3 separate regions of the Mus musculus genome follow, and regions 2 and 3 are each linked to region 1. A link is a contact called in public Hi-C and promoter capture Hi-C data. All regions are on one chromosome and are shown on one strand. The core of a region is the stretch at or near the end of the contact, and the rest is flanking DNA. Distances in the headings are between cores, read along the strand shown.

Evidence for each region. Promoter capture Hi-C pulls out the DNA fragments that hold promoters and counts their contacts. A called contact is a pair of places that touch in the nucleus more often than the background predicts.
Region 2: a promoter capture Hi-C map of pre-B cells shows a contact between it and region 1, with 3 times the contacts expected there. The contact joins the promoter of Tex264 here to the promoter of Ip6k2 in region 1. A contact is called at or near these places in 2 of 39 promoter capture datasets (liver and pre-B cells).
Region 3: a Hi-C map of B cells shows a contact between it and region 1, with 5 read pairs. The contact joins the promoter of Parp3 here to the promoter of Ip6k2 in region 1. A contact is called at or near these places in 1 of 39 promoter capture datasets (pre-B cells) and 1 of 484 Hi-C or Micro-C datasets (B cells).

What each region holds. Positions count from the first base shown.
Region 1 is chr9:108,782,079-108,785,587 of GRCm38.p6, forward strand. Ip6k2 (inositol hexaphosphate kinase 2) reads left to right here and starts at 1,734. Exons shown (of 6, transcript NM_001379600.1): 1 at 1,734-1,792.
Region 2 is chr9:106,683,953-106,687,708 of GRCm38.p6, forward strand. It overlaps Tex264 (testis expressed gene 264), which reads right to left and starts at 2,000. Exons shown (of 6, transcript NM_001081654.2): 1 at 1,883-2,000; 2 at 977-1,043.
Region 3 is chr9:106,475,102-106,478,859 of GRCm38.p6, forward strand. It overlaps Parp3 (poly (ADP-ribose) polymerase family, member 3), which reads right to left and starts at 1,848. Exons shown (of 11, transcript NM_145619.3): 1 at 1,392-1,848; 2 at 698-881; 3 at 1-47. The coding sequence starts at 874. It overlaps Rrp9 (RRP9, small subunit (SSU) processome component, homolog (yeast)), which reads left to right and starts at 2,208. Exons shown (of 15, transcript NM_145620.4): 1 at 2,208-2,333; 2 at 2,570-2,652. The coding sequence starts at 2,247.

The DNA.
Region 1 (3,509 bases), core at 484-2,983:
GAGACTGAGCTGGAGGCCAGCAGAGGAGGCATAGATAGGCGGGAGTGGGCAAGCCTGAGAGTCTAGCTGCCTCTGGAGCCTCTCTGGGGAGTGGTTATTAATCCACAGGCTGATAGATGGAGAGTGGGCTGAAGGCAGCAAGGTCAACAGGGGGCTGGGCGGGAACTGTGACACTGATCTGGAGAGAGACTTGTAGGGGTTTAGGTACTCAAATCACGGTCATGTCAAAAAGTGGTGTGTTCCTGAGACAGCACAAGCTCCTGGCACAACAGATGAATGCAAAACAAACAATACGACAACAGCCATACGGAAACAGTCAAGGAACACACACAGCCAGAGGGCAGGCTGTCTATCAACAGCTGAACACTGAACCAGGAAGAGCCTGAACTGGGCAAACACTTTTGGGGTCGATTAACATGAAGTTGGCATTTAAACCTGAAACCTGGGCCTCTCGGTTCATGCCTGTAATCCCAGTAAGAGGAAGGTTGATGCTGAAGAATTGCCTTAATTTTGAGGCCAGCCTGGGCTACAGAGAGGGATCTGGACTCAATTAGTTAATATTTTAAAAACAAAACCACGACCCGGGGTAAGTGGGTATAGACAGAGAGGAAAAAATGTGAAAAAGAAAAACTAGACAGAACTGAACACAGAGCCATGAAGGCCTCAAGGGAAGGCGATTCCAAGAGGAACCTGTTGGTAATAGGAGTTTCTCTTGTCCACCTTTAGAAAGCAGGGATTAAAAAAATCTGTTTACTGCACTCACTGCAGAGTGTAGGTGCTTAATAAATACTTCAGTTTTAAAAACCTATGAGCTACATCTTTGCTAATGCCCAGGATGCAGGGTTACAACTCTGGCATCCTTTACAGAAAGGCCAATAGCCAAGAAGGAGGTCATCCCATGCCCATGGTTCCCATCGTGCTCCTTGCCTTTCCTGGCTGCGCTGACACTCGTTCACTCATGCAGGAGACCTTCTGAATGACACAGGCTCCAGACAAAGGAGTCTTGGATGAGCTCTATGCTCCAGACCTATCAATTTACCGAGGACCCTATACATCCCTCTGATCAGACTTCTATTGGCTTTTATCTTGTCTGTCTGTCCACTCATCTGTTCACCTGTCTAAACATTTTTTAAAAATTATTATAGTGTGTGTGGTGTGAGTGTGTGTTTGTGAGTGAGAGAGAGACAGAGACAAAGAGCCAGAGAGAAACAGAGCAACGGCTTGACCTGTTGAGCCGTCTTACTGGCCTCCTATAGAGCCATGTATTTGTCTATCGTCTGTAGTCATTCTCTCTGTTCCCTGCTGCTATCCCTTTATCCATCTTAGCGACATGTAGTTCTGTCCATCCATCTGCTAGGTTGACCAGCTTTGCAGTTTATCACAGAATGAATACTGGCCTTGACATTCCTGTATCCTAGGAAACTCCCCAGTGCGGGGCAAACCAGGACTGTCTGTCCATCCACCCTTACCCTAGGCATCCTGCAATCGATCCATTTGGCACACAGCCCATCAGTTACTTCAACTCCAGAACAGACTGGCCACCCTCCTCACTCAGGACAACGCCCCGCCTCTTCCCGCCCCTTGCCCATTCAGGAAGCCGCCCCAAGCGAATCCCGGCGCCCTAGCAACAGTCTTCCAGGCCGCCCAGTCCGCTTGCGCGGCTTCGGGTGCGAGCCAATAGCGAGGGGCCCTGGGAGCGAGGTTGGGGGGCGGGGCTGAGCGCGGCCGCAGCCATTTTGGTGGAAGAGAAACAATAGGACGGAAGCGTCGCGGGACTGGGCTGTGGCCGCAGGTAACGCCCGCCCCGCCCGGCCCGTGGCCCTGTCACCCCGGGGCTCAGGGGAAGAGGTTTTCGGTGCTGGTAGCGGCCGGGCTCCGGGATCCCTGGGAGGCTTGGGTTTGTGAAGGGGGTCCTATGGCTGTCATTGAGAAGCGGTCTCCCCCTTTTTTTGTGTAGTCATCCCTTCCCTATTTACGGGGGGCCATTGTACCTTGCAGTTACTGGGGAGAGTAGCGTTGCCCACCGAGACGGGGCAGAATCTTCCCCCCGGCATTGGAGGGTCTCCCGGAACCGGGGGAGGGGAGGGGGCGGGGGACGACGACAGTGTCTTTCTCCGGTTTTGAAGCGGTCTCCCTGGGTCTTCCGGTGGAGGACAGGATCTCTGGTCTCACAGAGGTCCCCCGGCCACGATCTCCCTGGTCTTTGAGGATGGGGTCTTTATCTTTGGATGGAAGGGTCAGCCCGGATCCTCAGGTACTGTTGTTACCTGGGCCTGCAGATGTGCAGCCATTTTGGGTGTTGAACGTCAGTTGTGCCAGTCAGCTCCTCTTTGATCCCGGAAAGGCGGGGGAGAGGGTGATCTGCGCATCCAACCTTATTGGTTTTTTTTTTTTCCCCTTCTTCTCCTTTAAGATCTTAAAATGGATCAGAAGGTGTCTTCTTTTTTCTTCTTCTTATGCTGATGCTCCTACCACGAGTGGGATTTTATTCATATTTGATAACAAGACTGCATCTATCTTCTGCATCCTTCCTAATGACTTGATTCGTTTTTAGGATTTTAATTTCTATCAAATATCAAGAAAGCTGTACTAGCGGGAAAATGGGGAAAAATGTAGGAACTGGTGAAATCTAGGGCTCTTCTTACACGCGAAAGGAAATAGAGCTAGTCATCGCATGTAAATAAACATTTTGTTAGCAGAAATGTACATAGAGCAAGAACAAAATAATTTCGAATATTTGTAAGAAAAAGTACTGAAGGGATCCAGAGGCAGTGGGAGGGGGATAAGAAGGGACCAGGGGGATGGATATGGTCAAAATACATTGTATACATGTTTGGAATTGTCAACTAATAAATATTTATGAAAATAAAAAGATCCAAAAGAAAGAAGCCCTGGCAGTTTTGAAACAGCAAATATGATGCAGACAAACATTTTGAAAAATTTAAAGGACCTTCCTTGTTGACAGCATTGTTGTTGATTTTCAGTATTTAAAATGTTTGCTGTATTTGCACTTTCCCTGGGATAACATTTTAAGAGATGGGAGATGCTTATTTACCAAGTTGTTGCCGTGGAGAGTGTAATTGTAGGGTTTTGTTTTAATTTTAGCAGCTATCCACAGATAGAAATACAAAATGAGTACTTATGTTTGGTGTGAACAGGCCATCTGACTGCCTACTAAATCTTTTTGGAGATCAAGTTGGTTAAACTATTGAGTGTAACTCAGACTGGTTTACCTGTATTCTAGTTTTCTTTTAAGAGTAGAATTCAAGTGTGTCAGTAGCAGGACTAGACCTGTTACTGTTGTTGAAACCAGTTTATCGTATTTCTTTGACGCTTTAGAGTTTCCTAGGAGACAGATTTTGGTCTTTACAACCAAGTATCTGAACATTAGAATGTGCCAGGAGTCATTGCTGACTGATGAATGGCAGGGCCCTTGCAGAGGATGGCAGGGCCTTTTTGTAAGCCCCAGAGATGTCACTGGTATCTAGGCAACAAGGATGAGTTTGAGC
Region 2 (3,756 bases), core at 750-3,249, 2.1 Mb before region 1:
GTTAAGCCAGGCAGTGGTGGCACATAGCTTTAATCCTAGCACTCTGGAGGCAGAGGCAGGCGGATTTCGGGTTGGAGACCAGCCTAGTCTACAGAATGAGTGCCAGGACATCCAGGGCTACATAGAGAAACCATCTCGAAAAACAAAAACAAAAAGTAAAAGGTTTTAGAGCTGAAAAGACAATGCTTTATTTAGCCCTACAGAAAACTTAGCTCTATTGATATATGAAGGTTCTGAGTGGAAGATATGCTAAAGTCTGTTTTTGGAGTCAATGAGCACACAGAACTGGCCTTACAAAGAAGCCAACTCTGGTGTCAGGACACTCCCACCGGTCTCCTCATGCACCCTGTAGGTCTGCCTGTAAGCTTCATTATCTTCTCTGTTTGCTCTCTCTGCCCTACTCATCCCACCTCCGGTTGGTTTCATTCTTCTCTTCTCTGATAATGATCATACCAAATCTTCCACTCATTCTTGATATAGGCTAGGCACTGTCTGAACCCTGAAACTCAGCTATTTCACTAATCCTCAAGGAGAATCTAAGAAGGTAGGTACACATCAGGAAATAAGTGGTTGGAGGTCAAGATGCTTGCCCAAGGTCACATAGGTATTACACTGAGCCACCTGGACCAAAACACAGGCCATGGGAACCCAACAGTCTAACCGCCGTTCACTGACAGTTTTTCCCTCCTCTGGTTTCCAAAAAGGCACTTCATCTTTTGGCCCTCGCTTATCTCAAGGCTAGAAGCTCTCAATATCTAGGCCATAGCCTGTCTTGGGAGTGACAAGCACTGCCACACACTTCTGTTTAAGGGAACTTAGCTCCCAACCTGTCTCTTCCTTCCACTTCGCAAACTGTTCAGAAAAAGGGGGCTATGTTTCTGCCCATCCCCAGAGCTTTGGTCAGCCAAGGAAGAAGTAAGGCAAATTTCCCCACACCCAATAGAGAAAGGCGAGGACAGGGGATGGGAAGGCTCACCGAAAAAGTCAGGCTCACTTTTAGCAACTCATAGCATCCAGTCCAGCAGGGCTCCAGTACTCCGGCGCTAGGGGGGCAGAAAGGAACAGTCATCCCAGCCCTAGACACAGGCAGTGAGCAAAGCAGGCCCTGAGTAACCCTGTTCCAGGGAAAGCCCACAGAACGGGGACCCGTCTACAAACGCGCCAACCCCACCCTCAGATCGCGCGGGGGGGGGGGGGGAGTCAGGCCAAGTCCAGCTTCACAACGTCATGCCTATGATCTTCACTGGGCCCGACTACCACACTTGGCGCCAACGCAACCCCTGCTGCTGACCTTGGGCAGCGTGTGCCCTCTCTTGGGCCTCAGTTTCCACTAATGTCAGAGGTGCAGGGTAGAGATGACTTCCTTGGCCCGCAAGCGTCGGAGTAGGGACTAGGCGCAGGCTTCCGGAGGCCGCTCACGTGCGCTCTGCGGAGGGCCGGGCCCTTAAAGGGACCTGCGCCGGCGAACTTGGGTGCTAGCAGCCGGGGGGCCTTGGGGTCGCCGCTTCGTGCTGTCGGCTTCCTGCCGCCCCGGCTCGCTTCACGGCCTCCTGCACCTCTGCAACTTCAGACACGCTAAAGTTTGGAGCGGCGACGCGACGCGCGGCCACAGGCAGCGCTGCTGAAAGGTGAGGGCCCCGCCCGTTCCCCTCTAGTCCCACGGACCCCGGACGTTCCCGCACCCAGCACCGAGGCAGGATCCGCGCCGAGAGGTCAGGACCGCCTCCCCGTCGCTTTCAGGCCCGGGAAGCAGGCTGGGCCAGCAGTGAGTCAGACGCGGGGCAGAGGGCGGCTCAGGCCGCGGGGAGCAGGCGGGAGGGGATGAGGGGGAGCCCCGGCAGACACCCCGTCGGGAACGCCTCGCCTCTGGCCCCGCCCTCACCTCAGCGGCGGCCCCACGGACGCGGACGGGCGCCGGAGGAAGATAGGGGCTCAGTCGTGGAGCCTGTGTGCGCTTGCCCCTCGCGCTCGCTCCGCCCCTTTCGCGGCGGGACGTGACCGTGGCTGTGGGCGCGTGCGCTCCAGATTTGGAGGGCGGAGGCCTGCCCCGCCCCGTCTCCTTGGTAACATGCACGCCTCCCCCGCCGCCTCCCCCCCCCCCAGCTGGGTTGGGCCCACAACACACATTCCTGCTTCCAATGAAGGGGAACTCCTGAAGGTGATCAAGCAACAACCAACCAATACCCCAAGGTATCCTGGCCGACAGGGAGGGAAGGGAAGGCGCAGGGGTGAAGGCGGGCTCCAAGCACCGGGAAAGTCAGCCTGTTTGCCTGCTCCAGAAGCCCAGGAAGCCAAAGCGGGACTGAATAGTGTTTGTGCATTTTAGAGAGGATCCGCACAGCAATGTCGGCCTCTTACTAACTGAACCAGTCTTACTCTCGCCACCTTCCCTCAGAACCTTCTCAAGTCTGGCCGCTTGCTCAGGTCTTAACAGCTGAGGAAGCTATGGATAAACAAAAGATGCTCTGAACAATCTCTGGAGAATGCAAATTTAAGTGTCTTCACTCAGCCACCCATCAGGGATTCTCTGAGCATAGGGACGACCATCCCTCCATCCAACCTTTATTATGGAAACACTGAGTGAACCAAATGAAAGCCTTGGCCTCCGGAAGTTCACTCCAGGGAACACCTCTTTTCAAAGCTTCTACTTCACAGCCCTGGCTGTGGTTGCTGGGAGTTTCTACTAAGTTAATATAACTTAGGTAACTCCCAAGTCAAGGGTAAGCTCCTTCAATACAGGTTCAATCTTGAGCTAGGATCTGATGACCTATGAATCTCAAAGCACTGTACTGAGGGCACCTCCTGAGACGCCCAGATCTATGCTGGAAGTGAGGAAGGCCACTATGCTTGTAAACTTGGCTGTTTATAAATCTTGATGCCAGACAGGCTGGGCCAAGGACTATATTAGTACTTCTGACAAGATTGCTTTATGGAAAGTTGATCACCCAAAGAGCATATAAGATGACTTTGGAAAAAGCCAGCAGCCATGGGGTAACATGTGATCTTGAATGTCATCCACAAGACAAATGTCCCAATGCTGTAGACAGGCTGGTAAGAAAAAGCAGCTAGCTACTCAAAAGTCTTCAAAGTAGAGAGGGCAGGAAAGTCATTATAGCTATTTTACCGTGAACATCAAACATGGTAATGATTGGCTGCTTCGGGCAGGTGGGCTGTACACTAGATAGGGTTCTTGAGACACGAAGGGCACATGGCCCAGGTTCAGAGCACATGTTAATTCTGTCTCTCTGAAACTCATTAGCCTGTGTCAGGAAATGACTGTCAGGAGACACTCTTTCTTCATCCTGCTGTCTTGGCTCACTTCCCTTAGCCTGGGTGGGAACTCTAGAACTCAGTATCAGAGTTGCAGGTATGCCTGAGGAATGTCAGCACTCTATTGTAGGAGAGCCTGCAACTGGGAATCAGCCCACCAGACTTCATCTCCCAGTGCTTCCAACAATGCCGGCTATCAAGTGACCACCAGGGGGCAACAGACTCCTTGGCAAGGCCCTTTGTACACTCCTACCAGGTCTGAGACCGGCTCACCTTACATTCCCAGACCTCTCTCAATAGCACAGACCCCACTTAGTGTAAGCCCAGACTTAACCTTCCTCTTTCCCAGTAATCACCAACTGAGGTGCTTTAGTTCTGTGTAGACTGCCAGAGGGTATGTCCCCGGGGCGGCTCCTCTTAAACTTGCGGGGTTAGAGGGAACTGTCCATTTCCTCCCCTCCTCCCATTCCAAACCCTGTTAGAGCC
Region 3 (3,758 bases), core at 598-3,097, 2.3 Mb before region 1:
TTGCCGATGTTGGTCTGGTTCAGGGTACAGTCATAGTCCTCGTGGACCTGTGTAGGGTGAGTCCGTGGGGCGTGGGCTGGGTGTGTACACCAGGGAACATCATGGGGGGGGCCTTGTCTTTGGCACTTGGGTGTCTCTGCCCTTGGGGGGCAGGGTCACAGTCTGACTGGATGTGATGAAGCCCTGCTGTGGGCTTGGGAATTTGGAGAGGATGCAGCTGCTTCCTGGGTGGGGGAATCTGAAAAAAGACCTGGCTCTGCCCTGAGGGCTCAGTTTGAGGGAACACGGAAGAGGGTCCCGGGGGAAATTGAGTCAGGCCCCTTCCTTGAGTGTGATGCACCCTAGTGTCTGATGGTCAGACATGGTACACCTTGACCCAATGGAATAACAGCCCACCTTGGCAGTCTTCAGAAGACAGGTACGCAATCCCTGGCTAGAACAGAGAACCCAAGGAGGAGAAAGAAGGCTGTGGTCTGCCAGGCGGTGGTGGCCCACGCCTTTAATCCCAGCACTTGGGAGACAGAGACAGGCGGATTTCTGAATTCGAGGCCAGAGGCCAGCCTGGTCTACAAAATGAGTTCCAGGACAGCCAGGGCCATACAGAGAAACCCTGTCTTGAAAAACAACAACACAACAAAACAAGCAAACAAAAACAAACAAACAAAAAGGCTGCGGTCTGAACATGGCTTCAGCTCACCTGTATCCCGGGGTTCCGGCTGAATGGACATGAGGGGTCCACACGGATGACCCGATTATCAGCAGGTGCTGCTCTGAGAGCCTCGGCAGTGGACCGGAAGCTGTCCTCCTCCTCTGTCCCTTGTCGCCGCTTCTTGGAGCCCTCAGTCTGCACAGAGGCCTTTCGTTTTGGAGCCATGGTTCTCCTGGGGCAAGAGGTAGGGAGCGTTCAGATTTGCCCTTTAGGAGGCTGGCCTCCTACTCCTTGGTTTACATATCCCCATCTCCAAACCTGCACTTTGTACCTCAGAGATGCAGAAGCTTAGAGCCCGTCAGTTCTGCCCACCCTGGAGTTAGGAAGCAGTTGGCTCGAGGTGTTCCCCGAGGCAGCAGAAAAAGTGAAAGCCGGCTCACCCCACCCACGCTGGGGCCCTTCCCCTTCTAGAACATTTCCTCCTCCTGTCAGTCATCTGGCTAGGTTGCTGGGCTGAATCATCTGAGCTACAGGGGAAGGACCCTATAAGTTGCCCTTCTGCAGCTGGATCTACCTCTCTAGAGCTTAGGACCAAGTGGTGTAGCCTTTTGCTAACAGTCCTGAGTTCTGGGGTGCCAGCCAAAGTTTCAGGCTTTCAAGTGCCAGAGAGAGCAAGAGCCACTTTAACCTCACCCTTCCCTGCCCTGCAGAGGACTCTAGGGCAGGGCCAAAGGACACTCACCCAAATGAAACAGGACCCTGGAAGAGGTGGCTGTTATCCAGCCCGGTATCAGGAATGCTGAATGTGCCTCCTAAGAAACAAGTTCCAAGTCTGGGATCCCATCTAGCGACCCTTCGTGAGCCTTCAGCTAGTTTTTGGTAGGGATTTCCCAGCAATCACGTGAGGAGGGGAAAGAGCTTGGGGGTGGTGTAGAATTCCAGCTTTTGGCCGCTAGTGGGGTGAGTCAGAGGCTGGGTAGGCTGAGGTTGGTGGCCAGTCCCAGAGATGAAATGACAGTAATGTAGACGTATCCAAAGCCGCTCGGACTGACTGGCCCCTCATGCAGCTTTGACTAGGCACATACAGCATATATCCATTATTTGCCCGGTGATTTTGGCTCTGGGTTCGGATGCTGTCTCCTCTCCAGAGCTGCCTGAATTCCATTCCTTAAGTTTTAGAGTCTGGTTGTATTAGCTTCAATCGCTGTTCCAGCGGAAAAATCACAGAACCCCGCACCTCTGGCTCCACCTTGTGGCCATAAGACGCAAGCACCGCATGCCCTCCTGGCCCCACCCCTCCCTGCTAGTCAGGCGTTAGCAGAGCGCAAGCGCCACAGGCCCAGGCCGGAAATCGCAAGAGAGACTTGCTTCCTACTCCAGGCTGGCGCCGGAGCCTATAGGAGCTCTTGAAGGCGTGTCCAGCTGCGTCGGTCCAATAGACGTTTGGGGGCGTGGCAGGATCTTCTCAAGGGCCCAATGGAGCTGCGGAAGGTGGGGCCCGCTGCGCCGTGGGAACCTATCAGGGCTCCGGGTCTTGCCATGCGGCTGGGGTTTAGCAGCCATGTGAGTTCTTCGGGGTAGCGGCACCTTGAACAGTATGTCGACCGCCGTGGCAACTCGTAAGCGGGCAAAGCCAGCTCCCGGGCCCGGGGCGGCTCCGGTGGCCGGCAAGCGGCGGCGAAAGGTGAGCATGGTGTACTCTTGGGCGCGACCGATCTAGCTCCTGGGAGAGCCATCGTTCCATCCCAGGGCCCCCATCGGGGCAAGTATCTTTGCCAAGGGCTCCGTCAGAAGGAAGCCTACATCTCTTTTCTTCTATCCACCAAATCCTGGGAAACCTTCTACTTGGCCAGGGCCAGGTGCTACTTGCCTCTCTCAGTCCTGGGCCTCGTGACCAAGAGAGGATCGTTTGATTTCCAGGTAGACTCTGCTGCGGACAGGGGCAAGTCCAAGGGTGGCGGCAAAATGAATGAAGAGATTTCCAGCGATTCTGAGAGCGAGAGGTGAGTTTTTACCGGGAGGAAGGATAAACGGAGGCTCGTGGTGACTAGAAGACTCAGTGCGACTGGCAACAGAGCTGGGTGTTTGGCTCGAGATCCTGGGTCTACCCTCCAGTTTCCGGCAGTGAGATATCGTCGTTTATCTCTGATGTGTCTATGGGGAAGACGCTGGGCTCCTGTGGGAGGGAGAGCTTGGGACCTTTTTTCGCTTTATGACATGGAGGCAGGCACAGGTCTGGATTGATTGAGAGGCAAGGAGAGAACGGTACAGAACACATCCTCCTGTTCTTAATTCCATCTTCACACAGTACCACAACGACTGGTGTCCTTGGGCACCTTTTTGAGATGAGGTCTCTGTTGTTTTGCCCAAGGTGGCCTTGATCTCCTGGGTTCGAATGATCCTAGGCTTCAGCTTTGTACTGTCACATATGTAGCCTTCCTAACATTAGGGTCTTGTTTCACTGTTGCGAACACGGGTGAGCAGGCAAGTGGAGAGAGGCCGTGTCAGTGTCTGCAGGTGTGTATCTTGGAGACATGTGTTGTGAGAACAGAAGAAGCCTTTTAAAAAGTTGAGCCTGGAGAGACGAGGAGTGTCCTGGAGCGGTAGGGAAGAGGTTCAGGGACCAGAGACAAATCTGGGGTATTAGTGTGCCAGGGTGGAAGGAAGAAAGGATAAACCGGCAGGTGATAGGTACAGGCCAGGGTAGCCGTGAACTTAAGAGATCTGCCTGCTTCTGCCTCCCGAGTGCCAGGATTACAGACCTGGCTATCAGTTCTGCTTCTAAAAGTGAATATGTGGTGCCTTAATTTGCTCAGCTTTTTTTTTTTTTTTTTGGCAAGGTTTTTCCACGTAGCCATGGCTGTCCTGGAACAACCTGTATAGATCAGGCTGGCCTTAACCTCAAAGACATTGCCTGCTTCTGCCTCCAGGACCTGTGCTAAACACTTTGGGTATTTATTTATTTATTTATTTATTTATTTATGTGTGTGTGTGTACATGCTGATGCCCATGGGAGACCGAGGACATTGGAGCCCCTGGAACTGTCACATCAGGGGGTTGCGAGCGAGCCACCTGAGGGGTGCTGGGACTGAACCCAGGGTCGCTGTAA